Regions from separate parts of the Gossypium hirsutum genome. Here region 1 is linked to region 2. The links are chromatin contacts, called in public Hi-C maps. All regions are on one chromosome and are shown on one strand. The core of a region is the stretch at or near the end of the contact, and the rest is flanking DNA. Distances in the headings are between cores, read along the strand shown.

The links. Hi-C and Micro-C count contacts between places; a contact is called where the count stands out from the background.
Region 1: a Hi-C map of leaf shows a contact between it and region 2, with 3 times the contacts expected there. The contact joins the promoter of LOC107886339 here to the promoter of LOC107887465 in region 2. A contact is called at or near these places in 3 of 34 Hi-C or Micro-C datasets (all in leaf).

Annotation. Positions count from the first base shown.
Region 1 is chrA03:73,395,404-73,402,307 of Gossypium_hirsutum_v2.1, reverse strand. It overlaps LOC107886339, which reads right to left and starts at 4,938. Exons shown (of 2, transcript XM_016810247.2): 1 at 3,020-4,938; 2 at 1-2,414. The coding sequence starts at 4,805. The coding sequence ends at 3,885.
Region 2 is chrA03:72,572,745-72,580,115 of Gossypium_hirsutum_v2.1, reverse strand. It overlaps LOC107887465 (phytosulfokine receptor 1), which reads left to right and starts at 4,496. Exons shown (of 1, transcript XM_016811728.2): 1 at 4,496-7,371. The coding sequence starts at 4,884.

The DNA.
Region 1 (6,904 bases), core at 3,689-6,188, 820 kb before region 2:
TCACGAAATAATAGCCATATCTTATAGAGAGCTCTTCATAAGTGGGAGCATTGATTCCTACTAATTGAATATGGTAGTTGTTCTTTCCAACTGTATTTGGATCGAAAGAAACGAACCCAAAAGGCATCACTCTTGGAAACAAGACTAAATCAATTTTCATAAGAAAAGACTTATTTTGATCATCCAAGTTCCTAAATCCAAGACCACCCTTAGCCCGAGGCTGACAAATAGAGTCCCAACCTACTGAAGACATTTTAGAATTTCCTTCAGTATGTCCCCAAATAAAATGTCTTACCAATTTCTCAATATCTGAGCAAACACCTCCCGGAATCATCATAGACTGTATGAAGAAATTGGGAATGGAGAGGAGTACTGATTGCGCCAAGATGATTCTTCCTGCCATAGATAACATTCTAGCATCCCAACTCTGAAGTTTTTGCCTTACCTTATCCACAATAAAGCTGGGTGTATTTTTGGTAACCCTCTCATGAAAGAAGGGAACGCCTAAATACTTACCTAAATTTTGAACTTTCTGAAAACCAAACATTTGAGTAATTTGAATGCGAACATCGCTTGGAGTAATCTTGGAAAAGAAGATATTACTCTTACTCTTCATAACACTAATTCTATGCCCCGATATAACACAAATTTGATTAAGGATGGAATCTAACAGCCGTGCTTGGTCCAGATGAACTTTACACAGGATTACTAGGTCATCTGCAAAAAATAAATGAGAGATTGCAAGATCATTACGAGATAGCTGAATAGGGTCCCAATTATCATTCCTCATTTTCATATGAATAATATGCTCCAACCACTCCATGCAAAGAACAAACAGATACGGCTGTAGAGGGCATTCTTGACGAATTCCTCTAACCAGTTTAAACTTACGAGTAGGCACTCCATTCTAGAGGATCTGCATAGAAGATGATGATATTGCTGACATAATCACTTTACATATAGAAATAGGGATTCTGGCTGCACTTAGCGATGAAACAATGAAATCCCAACTAACTCTGTCATAGGCTTTTTCCAAGTCTAACTTTACAGCCATCTAGTTCTTCCCTTTTTGTTTACACCGCATAGAATGAATAACTTCCTATGCGAGAATAATGTTCACCGATATGTTCCGACCAGTAATGAATCCAGTTTGCTCTTGTAAGATAAGCTTAGGAAAAACCACCTCAAACCTGTTAACGATCACTTTCATAATCAGTTTGTAAAGCACAGAACATAAGTTGATGGGCCAAAATTGGTTGAAATCCTTAGGATTCTCTTTTTTGGGAATTAAAACAATCAGCATATTATTCAGCTTCTCCTAAATCTTTCTTCCAAAAAAGACCTCTTTGACCAATTGACACACGTCCCTACCAATAATATCCCACTGGCTTTGAAAGAAGATAACATGATACCCATTGCTACCAGGTGCTTTCAGCGGTGCCATATCAAATAACGCCCTTCTGATTTCCTCATTAGTGATATCTGCTTCCAAAAAAGAAACCTCTAAAGGATTAAGGTTAGGAAAACCAAAACTAGGCGTACCTCTTAAAGTCGAAGGAGTTTCTCCATATAGCCTTTCAAAGAATTCCACCGCCTTTGATTGCAAGGTATCTTGATCAAAACACCAATCTCCATCATCCAAGCGTAAGGAAAAAATATGGTTAAATTTCCTTCTCTTAATCATGCGACTATGATTAAATTTCGTTTTTCGATCCCCAAATAAAGCCAGTCACAACGTGCATTTTGTCTCCAAAGTAAATCTTCATGATCCAGAAAGTTCTCCAACTCATCCCGAATTTTCAATTCTTTCTAAGCTAACTGACTAGATGGAAAATGGTCAATGGCCTTTTGAATATTATTAAGGGATCTCATAAAATGACGCTTACGTGCACCCAAAAAACCATACACATTCATGTTCCAAATTTTAACAGAAGAGGTCAAATTATTGAGAGAATCAACCATATCACTCGTAAAATTCCACTTATCTTTAAGGAATGTGGGAAAAGTGTTGTGTTGTGTCCATCCCGCTAAAAAACTGAAAGGTCAACCTTTAGAAACGTTCCGAACCGGGTCATTGAAAAGTAAAAGTGGCCAATGATTAGACTTAGTACGAGTGAGGTGTTGAACTGAACACTGTGGAAGTTAACATCCACTCATCATTTGCTAAGGCTCGATCTAATCTTACAAAAGTGTCACCTCATTGCCAAGTGAATGAAGGTCCACTAAAACCTAAGTCCTGTAAAGCACAAGAATCAATGAAATTTCCAAATAATTCACACTATTTTCTAGGATTAGAGGGACTTCTCTTGTCCTTAGAAGATATGATAGCATTAAAATCTCCCATGATAAGCCAATGAATGGATTGGGCTGGGGAGGCAGATTTTAACCCTTCCCAAAGAAGCTTGCGTTTCATCCTGTCAAGGTTACCATAAACAAAAGAGATTGGAAAAGACTTATTGAAAATTAAATTATCAACACGAAGAAAAATGAATTGAGAGTGACTACTAATGATTTGAATATAAAGAGAATTTTTCCATCCTACCCAGATGCCACCTGAAAATCCAACGGCTTCAACCCGATGAGAAAAATTAAAGCCCAATTACTCAATAATAAAATTGGCTTTTTTATTGTTTACTCTTGGTTCAACTAGGCAAACAATATCTAGACTATATTTCGAATTATATTCACGAAATGCTCTAATAAAACTTCTACTAGCAACCCTTGACAATTCCACGAGAAAATTTTTAAATTAGGCATCATCAAAATAATATAATAAGAATATAAAAATAATAAAAGCCCAAAAAGCAAAACCCACGTAAATAAAAAATCAAGAGGGACAAACCAAAAACCTTCAATAGTCATACTGTTTAGGGATTATACACCCATTCATCTTCTCATCGTTTCTGGAAAATAAACCAGTACCAAAATTTTCTTTTGAGATACTCGATATACTCTCAGCAAGATTCTCTATAGATTTTTTAAAAAAGACACGAGGGGAGCTAGCGTTTTTGAACCTTACATTTGTCCCACGAAATCTTTTATTCTGCTTATTCGATCTGCTCCTGAACTTCATTTCTTTGCTCGAATCAAGAAATCCCTTCTGATCCAAGAGAGTGTTCATGGAAAGGGGTTCTTTATTTTCAAAGAAAACCACAGTTGTGTGTTTTTCGGAATCTAGATTGCCAACTTCGACTACCTCTTCTCCTCTAACTACCTCCTTTAAACTTGGTATACTCTGGAGCACTGAAGTCTCCCTTTCGTCATGCAAGATAACCTCATCGATGGCCTGCTCAGGAACAACTACCGGCGCTGCAAAGGGACGACTATTGCTGTTGGGAGCAAACGAACCCTACTGGTTCCCTTCAGCCTGGGCTTCATGATCCAACATGCCCTAGACCTGCTTAGGTGAAGAAACCCCCACGCCCAATCCAGAGGTAAATACCTCTGAATTCTGCACAATTCTATTACTGGTCATATGGGCCGAACTTATCCCAAAAATTGTTCTTTATTCTTTTTGTTATTTGGGCCTAGAGAAATTTTGGGGCCCGACTCTTTAAAATTACCGTTTGAGATTTTTTTATTGATTTCAGCTGCCTTTTTCTCGAAAATGTCTTGCGTTGACCTTTAATTAATAATTCTTTCCCTTTAGACCTCCGCAAATCTGCCAATTCCCTATCCTAAAATTCATTAGTCAAATCCCCGTTAGCAAGGCCACTGAATCGGGAGCCTACCTTCTCCTTCTCCTGAATTTCGGTTAATTTCTACGGATTATCCCTTACTTTGCGCCTTGATTTCCTTTCTACAATCATCCACGGCCCATAGTTGCCATCTTTCTTTTCTGATCCTTCAACGTTCGATTTTTGAAATTCTGGTACTATCTCATGCTAGTCCATGTTTACCACCACCGTAGATTCTGGAATTTTGAAGTTACACATGTTTTCCACATGTCCATACCTTCCACAATGAAAATAGATAGTAGAAAGGGACTCATATTCTACCATTTGTGTTCGGCCATTTACCAAGATTTGAGACACCAACGGCTTTTCTAAGTTGACGTATACCGCCATTCTAGCGAACAACCCCCTCGTCCTGCTATCAGTATTCATATCTAACTTGACCACTTTGCCCACCAATTCTCCAATTTCAGTAATGATTTTACGGTTATATAAATAACTAGGAAGAGCAGGGAGTCTAATCCATGCCACTACTACACTTGGGTAAGCCTGTGTAGAGTCAAAAGCCCTCGTCCAAGGCTGAACAGTCAAATATTGGCCGAAAATAGTCCACGATCCTTCAGAGAGAGCCTTATCACAATCCAATTTGTTATGGAATTTGACTAGAAAATAGTCGTTTTCAATGTCCATCATGTGAATAGGGCCTGAAGGTCTCCATATGCTGTAAATTTTGTTCTGCAAAATCAAAAAACCAATGTTACGACCTAGGAGTTTTAAGATCACATTATTATTCATACCCTGAATAAGGATTTGATGAATTTGGTCCGAAAAAGTAATTGAAGGCATGCCATTCACAACGGATTTCTGAATGTCCCCTTCCAAAAAATCAATAACTTCCTTCCCATCCACATTGGAATCACCCTTTGAAGATTGGCTGACGAGCATGTCTCTCCAAGAAGTAGGTTGATCTAGAGGCAACTCGATCAGCATGTCATTACTCGTTGCTTTCTCCTTGTCTCTGAATCTAACTTTCTTAGGGATCATCTCCTCCACAGTGGATAGTCCAGGATCAACATTTTCACAGAGAGAATTCGACATTTTTTTCTTTAAAAAAAATAGGTTTTTGATCATTTCTCAACTGAGTGACCAAGTTTATAAGTAACATTAACTCAATCAAAAGCTTTATTATAATGAAAAACAATGAGTAAAAATATTAAACTTTATAAGATAAATTTATAAAGTGATATTTTTTAAGGTGAGTAAAAAATTAAAAAATTATATTAAAAAATGATATCTCCAATATTTGAATTCTTTTTATAGAATTAAAAAAATTATTGATAATGTATGAAATGCTAAATTTCAATAATAAATACATTAAAATATCAAATAATTATGACTTATTTTCCATTATTTTTTGTTTTTATTATATTTAAATAATATTTTTGTTGTATTAATTTTTTATGTTTTAATGCATTATTTGGGTGTAAGTTAAAAGGTTAAAATATATTAGTAATTGCATCATACATGTATGCATGTGGAAATAATATATTTATAATATATGTGTGGTTAAAAAATAGCATTTAATAAATAATTAAACATATGGTTTGAAATTAATAATTACATATGAAATTAAAATAAAACAAGTTAATCTAAATTGTGAGTAAATATAAATTTAAATATGTAAATACATTAGTGTAAGAATATTAAATACATTTCAATTGCTTTCCATCTTGTATTGTCAATTGCTATGACATGCTGAAATGTTATCAGGTTAGAAAGCTTTATTTAACGTGTTTTCAAAATGTTATTATATTATCACGTGGGTCAAAGAAAAATTCAATATTAAAAATATTGTTGTAAATTATTTATTTAACAATTGAATCATAAGAAAAATATGGTAACTTGCTTATAAAAAAAACTTTTATTAAACATACTTTCATAAAAATGATAAAGTTAAAATTTTAATATGTTTGATAGAAATGTTATCTCTTTTTTTTAATATAAATTTTATATAAAGCAATGAAAATACAAAACATTTTATAATAATATTTATTAATTTTAAACGATTAATTTTTTTAGTATTTTTCATAATTGAGTTGATTTCTAGTTAACTCTAACACCAACTCTTTTACATACTTAAATAATAGCATAAATTTTGATGCAATAAAAGCATAATCAAATTTTTTTATTTTTAGTTTTTTATTTAATGCATTTTCACTTAATTCAATAAATATTAACATAGTAGTTTTTTAGTAAAATAGTCGTTTAAATATAATTAAAAATTAAAACTTTATTTGAGTTAATGTTAAAAGTAGTGCTTTAAAAATTAAACCAGTTGGTCGAATTGATTAGTCTGGGAATTAGTCGATACAACGATTCAAAACAAGGAAAAAACCAATTGACTCTTGAACTAGATCGGATTGGTTGACCGGCAGTTGAACCAGTTTTTATGATTTTATTATTTTCATTTTAAAATTTTTATAATATTTTAATAATTTATTTAATTTTAACCAGACATACCAATCAAATGAAGAATCGATAACCTAATCAACTCAACTATCAGTTCGATTCGAAAAACATTAAATGAAGATTAAAATATATTTTGATGTAATAAAGTACACAGTAGTTTCATTATTATTTTGATATTTTTTGGTTAATTATTATTATTATTATTATTATTATTATTATTATTATTGAGAAAGAAGTTTTAACATTGTCATTAAATTTACATTTAAAAAAAAACATTGTCATTAAACTTGGATTGAGGTAATATTATTTAAAAATACAAGTAATAAACTACATTCTTTTAATTCAATAAAAATAAAAATATCAAAAATCTCAATTAATCGAATCATTCACTATTCCTTTAAGCTCCACAAGTGTTTTTTCAATGATCTCAATTGAAATTAACTTAACTAACTTGTGTTAGAAGGAATTAGAAAATTTTAAACATCTAGGAATGAACCCACAAGGGTTGAAAGTGGTGATTGGTGAAATGTGGAAACTCTCCACTTATGCTACTTTGCCACCTTGGACTTTTCTTTGTATTTGATGTGATATGGATCTCTTTTTAATTATCCCAATAAGAATAGAATCAATTCTTAAACATGCCATAAACAACTCCTCAACTCACCCAAAAGCCACAAGTTCTCCTAATGCCTCAGTTGACAATATATTTTATTGATTCTACCAAAAAACAATTTGCTGAATAATTAATAGATGCATTGCAA
Region 2 (7,371 bases), core at 3,247-5,746:
GGTGTTCGACAAATCCAGAGAATTACCTTGGTCTTCCTAATACGATGGGTCGAAAGAAAAAATGGCTTTCCAAAATTTGAAAGATCAATTGAAGCAAAGGATCAACAATTGGAGTCTAAGGCACATTTCACAGGGGGGTTGAGAGGTTTTTATAAAAGCTATTTTGCAAGCACTTCCTACCTACACTATGGATTCTTTCCTTTTACCAAGATTGTTATGTTTAGAATTGGAAAATATCATGAGGTCATTTTGATGGAGGAAAAAAGAAGGAAAGCGAGGCATGCATTAGTGTGATTGGAAGTCCTTATGCGCGCTTAAGGAAGAATGTGGTATGGGTTTCTGTAATTTGAATTATTTTAATATCGCTTTATTGGCTAAATAGGGTTGGCGTTAGTTACGTAATCCTAACTTTTTACTAGCGCATACTTTAAAAGCCAAATATTATAAAGAGTTTGATTTTTTAAACTCCAGGTTGGGAAATTTACCTTCCTTTACTTGGCGGAGCATTTAGGCTGCTAAGGGACTTCTCTTGAAGGGGCTAGGCAGAAGGCTAGGAAATGGCAGACTAGTCTCAATTTGGGAAGACGCATGGATCCCTGGAAATGATGAATTCAGAATACAGAACACGAATGTCAATATGAGTGTTCTAAGAGTTGTTGATTTAATTGATGCTAACGCTAAAAAATGGAAATCTGAGTTGATCTATAATACCTTTTCGGAGTAGGACGTAGAGAGGATTCTCTGTATTCCCTTGTCGTTGAATGAGCACGACGACTTTGTCATTTGGTGTGGTGAGTTGACTGGGGAATTTTTGGTTCGGAGTAGACATAAACTCCTTTTACATGATGATCAGAATGACATATAGGAAAATTACAATCAATTTTACAAAAAAATTTGTGGAATCTAGATCTACCCTCTAAAATAAATATTACAATTTGGCGATTTCGCGAAACTTTCTTCCTGCTTTTAGTAATCTACACTACCGGAGATTGAGGGGTTCTGCCACTTGTAGTCGGTGCCAAAATGAAGTGGAAATGAGGGAACATTTGTTCCGCGAGTGTCCTACAGTAAAGGAAACATTGGAGTCCTTGAGTATAAGCTGGTCTCGTTCAGTTGAAATTACTGATTTCAGAGAGTGGTTAAAACTTATTTTTGAATCCAGATCTACGGCTATTTGCAGAGTCATAGTATGTACACCATGGGCGATTTGGACTTCCAAAAACAGATATATCCATGAAGGTGAAGTTAAAACGGGTGCTCAAATCGCGGTTTTTGTAAAAAAATTTATACAGGAACTAGATGGGTTAAGAACATCTATCACTGTTGAGCGGCTTTGTGTAGTGAGGTCAGTTACTCCAGAAGGAACGAGACTTAAAATTAATTTTGACGCCGCTTTCAACAAACATAAAAAAGAATTGTGTTCTGGGTTAGTTATCCGAAATGCTAAAGCGGATGTTCTTTTTTTAAAAACAGTAATGAATTCAAACATACCGTCTGTCTTTGTTGCAGAAGCGGTGGCTTATTTTCAAGCGATGCAACTTAGCATACACCTTGGTTTGAGGGAGGTAAAGATCGAGGGGGATTCGCGGTCGGTGATTCGTAAACTACAAAAGGAGCAAGAGGATAGATCTGAGATTACTGCGTTTATTAAGGACTCTAAAAGCCTAAGTTTAGGTTTTCAGACTTGTGTTTTCCTTTTTACAAATAGAAAAGCTAATAAGGTTGCGCATATAATTGCATCTGAAGGAATAATAATGAGGAAATCAACTTATCTGGAGAATTTGGTACCGCCTGGAGCGACGGGTCTAGTGGCTGAGGACCGAAGGAGGATGGAGAACATGGGAGAACTGAGAGGACGGAGGGTTGACGAAGAAGAAGAAATTGGTTTTTGAAATCTAACTTTTGAAAGAGCATTAAAGAAAGGTGAAGTACTCAAGAAAGTTTTTGGGGGGCTTTTGAAACGGTTAGCTGATGATTTGATGGATGATAATTAATTTTTAATGTTTGTTGCTTTCAAGGGGGTTTATTTATTGGTTTCCAGCTGGAGCAAGAAGGCTTTAGAGTATCCCTTTTGACGTTTTTTTTGCTGGTTAGAGTATTTTGGGCTGTTTCTTGATTTTATTGTGTGTTTTGGGTTTGTCTTGGGTTTTTCTTTGGGTTGTTTTGTTAAGACTTTGTTTTGTCATTCGTTGTCTGTTTGTGTTGAGTTTGTTTTGGTTTTTGTTTATTTGGTTTCGTCTTGGTCATTGTATTGTTTGGGTTTGTTTTGTTTTGGCCCAGTTTCAATATAACTAGTGAGTTTCATTCAAAAAAAAAAAAAAAGAGATTTGAATCTAGGATGTATTTAATTTTACTATTTTAATCAAAATATTTTTTTAATTTTGGGTAAACTATTCAGATAACTATCCAAGTCTTAGCAATCTCCTGGTTTGGTCACCAAATTTTTTTGTGAATCTAGTTACTTCAATTAGATCAATTGTAACTTTTATTCACTCTATTATTAAAATACTTTTGGTCACAACATAAAATGCTGATATGGTTGAATATAATAACAAATTTAATTCTTAACATTTTATATATTTTGTTAATTTAATCTTAATTCTAAAAATTTAATAAATTTAACATATAACATGTAATGTTTACACATTATGTCAAATTGATTCTGATTTTAAAAATTCATAGAAATAAGAGTAGAGGTACTTAAGCTTGGAGTTAATAATTTGGAACTATATTTGTAGGGCATATATAGGACAATCTTATGAGCCTTGGCCACTAGGCGTATTCAAATGGTTGGTTCGGTTATTAACTAAATTGAATTACTATTAACCAAATTATCCAAAATGTAAAAATTTTTAACCACTAATTGAATCGAAATTTTTTCAAATATAATAACTTAACCGGTATATTTCAGTTAATCAAATTATCGAAATTTATATATTTTTGTCTTTTAATTAAAATAAGTATAAAATATATAAAAAAAATATGTTGCTAATATTCATTTTTTTAATAGTTCAATATATTATTTATTTTGGTTATTTCGATTAATTCAATTAATTATCTGATTTTAAAGCAAATTAATCTTATAACTGAAATTTAAAAAAATTATCAATCAATTTTCAATCAAATTAAATTCAATCACTATCTAATTAATTTAATTAAATCAATTCCATCAATTAATTTAATTTTAACCAACAACACCTCAACTGCACATAGACGCCACTATTAAACAATTAACTCACGCCTGCGACTTGGACCTGTTGCCAAATCAAACTCCACTATCAATTTCTAAAAGGAAACCGCAGGCAGGCTCCAACAATCAAAATCAAACTCGAAAATAAACAAAGCTTTATTTTTAATGTAACTTTTTAGTTAATGAAAATTAAAATTTTTTTATTTTTATTTGTTTTATTTATGTATTTTTTAAATATTTTTAATTTTGAAACTTTTATGTATTTTTAATTAAAATTTTATGATTTTCTAAAATTAGGATTGAATTGATATAATGTGTAAACATTGTGGGTTAATTTTATTAAATTTTTAGAATTAGGAACAAATTGATAGAAAATATTAAAAGCTAACTTTGTTATTATGTCTAGCCATATTAATATTTCATGTGTTGGCCAAAGATATTTTAACGTGGAGAGATTAAAAATTACAATTAATCTAACTAAAGTGACTAAATTAACAACAACGAAATTGTGACCAAAACAAGAATGCATTAAAACTTGGGAAATTATCTAAATAGTATAATCTTTAATTTTTATATAAATTTTTAATAATTATATTTTTAAGCTAACTATACAATTGTTCCCAAATTATATCACATTTCTCATTAGGCACCTAAAATTTTATTGGAGGTAAAAATAATACATAAAATATAAATTCCATCTTATTTTACCATAAAAAGTGTACAACATTTAATAAAAATATATCATGTGTTACATTTTTATTAAATAATATTATGTTTTAGAGTAAAATAAGATGAAGTTGATAGTTTAAATGTAATTTATGAGGAAAAGACCTACAATTGAAATAACTTAACAATTTTTCATTTAAGCATATTTTTTACATGGAAATTTTCTCATCCTATATATTGTTTTCTTGGGAGGCATTTAGGCTATTTCCCTAATAAATGTCATTAGTGATTACCAAACTTTGCTGCCCTTTAATTAGGCTGCTTTAGGTTTAATTTTGTTCTTATCCTAATTTGTCAGAGTATAAGGGAAATTTTTTCAATAATATTTTTTTTTGTATTGTACAAGTAAAATATTAATATTCACACATATAATAGGGATATATCCACATTAAACATCAAAGAGAATTCATTATTTCCCTTTAGTTTTTTTTATTTAAATTTTGAATCATAAAAATATAGCTGATTAATTTAGAAATTCAAAAAGTCAGACTAAATTGTAATAAAAAAATAAGTAGTCAAATGGCATATGGAAAGCACACATCTGTGAGCTGACCGGCCATCGCCAGTGATACCAACAGTTTACCGGTTAACCCATCGGATAGTTGTGTGCTTTCCATATGCCAACGGCTTTAATGGCGCAAAGCAACCTCTAAAGTCTAAATAAATAAAAAAATCCCCCAATATGAGAATAGAGAAGCAAAACCAAAGGCAAAGCACCTCTCAATTTCACTCATTTGACAATTGAAATCTGTGGTATGGCCAAATCCGTGTTGAAGTCAAAGCCACCATTTTGCTCTTCCTTTCCCTTTCCCTTTCCCTTTCCCTTCATCTCATCTCTTCTGTTTTGAGCTTTCACCCTCTCTCGACCCCCAAATCTCACAAGCCACATCGGAAAAATTCTTCTTTGGTTAAAGGGGTTTGCTTGTTTCTCGTCCTCAGCATACAAAGCTGCTCTCTTATTGTTGATATGGGGGCTCAAGGCTGCTGGGCTATGGTTATTATTCTTGGGTTGTTGTTGCAACCTCAGTTTCTCAGCTCTCAAAACCTGACATGCAATCAAAAGGACTGGACTGCTCTCCGGTATTTCATGGGCAATTTGACAAAAACACTTGAAGGTTGGACGACAAATTCCTCTGCTGATTGTTGTGACTGGGAAGGCATAACCTGTGATCCTCCATCTGCTGGTAGAGTAATCAAGTTGGAACTGCCCAATAAAAGGTTATCAGGCAAATTATCTGATTCTTTGTATGGTTTGGATCAGCTTAAAACTCTCAATCTTTCCCACAATTTCCTTAAAGATTCATTGCCACTTTCTTTGTTTCATATGCCGAATTTAGAGCAACTTGACTTGAGCTATAATGACTTCTCTGGACTAATCCCAGAAAGCATCAATCTGCCTTCAATTCGAAGTCTTAACATCTCTGCCAATTCCTTGAAGGGTTCCCTTCCTTCCCATATATGTGTTAACTCCACTGGAATTGGGTTCCTTAGTTTGGCAGTGAACTATTTCTCTGGTAATATTTCACCAGGGCTTGGAAAATGTTCTTCCTTGGAGGAACTGTATCTTGGCACAAATCAACTCACTGGTGTGGTGACTGAAGACATCTTTGAGCTTCAAAATTTGAGACGTCTGGGGCTTCAAGATAACAACTTGGGTGGGAAACTTAGTCCTGGTATTGCTAATCTCTCTAATCTTGTTCGTTTAGATATTTCTTCAAATAATTTTTCTGGAGAGATCCCGGATGTGTTTAGTGAGCTAAAGAGATTTCAGTATCTTATAGCAAATTCAAATAACTTTAGTGGTGGAATTCCCAGTTCACTGTCCAATTCTCCAACCGTTAGTTTGCTGAATTTGAGGAATAATTCATTGGAGGGTTCTATATATCTTAATTGCTCTGCTATGGTTACTTTGAATTCTCTGGATTTGGCTACCAATAAGTTCACTGGGCCTGTGCCTGATAATCTTCCCTTATGCAGACAATTGCAAGATGTCAACCTTGCCCGCAATAATTTCAGTGGCCAAATCCCTGAGAGCTTCAAACAATTCCATAGCCTCTCTTATCTTTCCCTCTCGAATTCGAGCCTCCATAATCTTTCCTCTGCTCTTCAAATTCTGCAGCAGTGTAGGAACCTAACTGCTTTGGTTCTCACCTTGAATTTCCCTGGTGAAACATTACCTGATGATCCTAATCTGCACTTTGAAAAGTTGAAGGTTCTTGTTATTGCAAGCTGTCAACTTAGAGGTTCAATTCCCCAATGGTTGAGCAAGATTTCTGCATTGCAGTTGTTGGATTTGTCATGGAACCATCTGAATGGAGCACTTCCGCCATGGTTGGGAAGCTATAGGGATCTGTTTTACTTGGACTTATCGAACAATTCGTTTACTGGAGAGATCCCTAAGAGTTTAACTGAATTACCGAGCCTCATTCATGGAAATATCTCACTGGAGGAACCTTCACCAGATTTCCCTTTCTTCATGAAAAGGAATGAAAGTGCGAGGGGATTGCAGTATAATCAAATTTGGAGTTTTCCACCAACACTTGAACTTGGTCACAACTTTCTTAGTGGACCAGTTTGGCCTGAGTTCGGGAATCTGAAAAAGCTTATTGTTTTTGATTTGAAATTCAATAATCTCTCTGGACCGATTCCGGAAAATTTGTCTGAGATGAGCAGCTTGGAGATTCTGGATCTATCACATAATGACTTAACTGGGACCATACCACCTTCACTGGAAAGTCTCAGTTTTCTGTCTATCTTTAATGTTGCCTACAATCGACTTTATGGGAAGATTCCTTCTGGAGGTCAATTTCAGACATTCCCGAATTCAAGCTTTGAAGGAAACAATCTTTGTGGTGATCATCGGTTCAGTTGTCAAGATAATACAAGTGAACATGTGTCTCCAAAAAGATCAAGAAGGAACAAAGATATCATCATTGGAATGGTTGTTGGAATCATATTTGGGACAGCCCTTTTGATTGGCCTTATGTATTTGTTTGTTCTGCGTACACATAAACGCAACGAGGTCGATCCCGAGAAAGAGGAGCCTGACACCAATGATAAAAATTTAGAAGAACTCAGTTCAAGGCTAGTGGTGCTCTTCCAAAATTGGGAATCCTACAAGGAGCTTTGCATTGATGACCTTTTGGAATCAACCAACAATTTTGACCAAGCAAATATCATCGGTTGTGGTGGTTTTGGTCTGGTTTATAGAGGCACTCTCCCAGATGGTCGTAAGGTTGCCATTAAACGGCTTTCTGGTGATTGTGGTCAGATGGATAGAGAATTCCGTGCTGAAGTTGAAGCACTTTCAAGAGCTCAGCATCCAAATCTTGTCCATCTACAAGGATATTGCATGCATAAAAATGATAGGCTCTTAATATATTCTTACATGGAGAATGGTAGCTTGGACTATTGGTTGCATGAGAAGGTTGATGGATCATCCTTGCTTGGTTGGG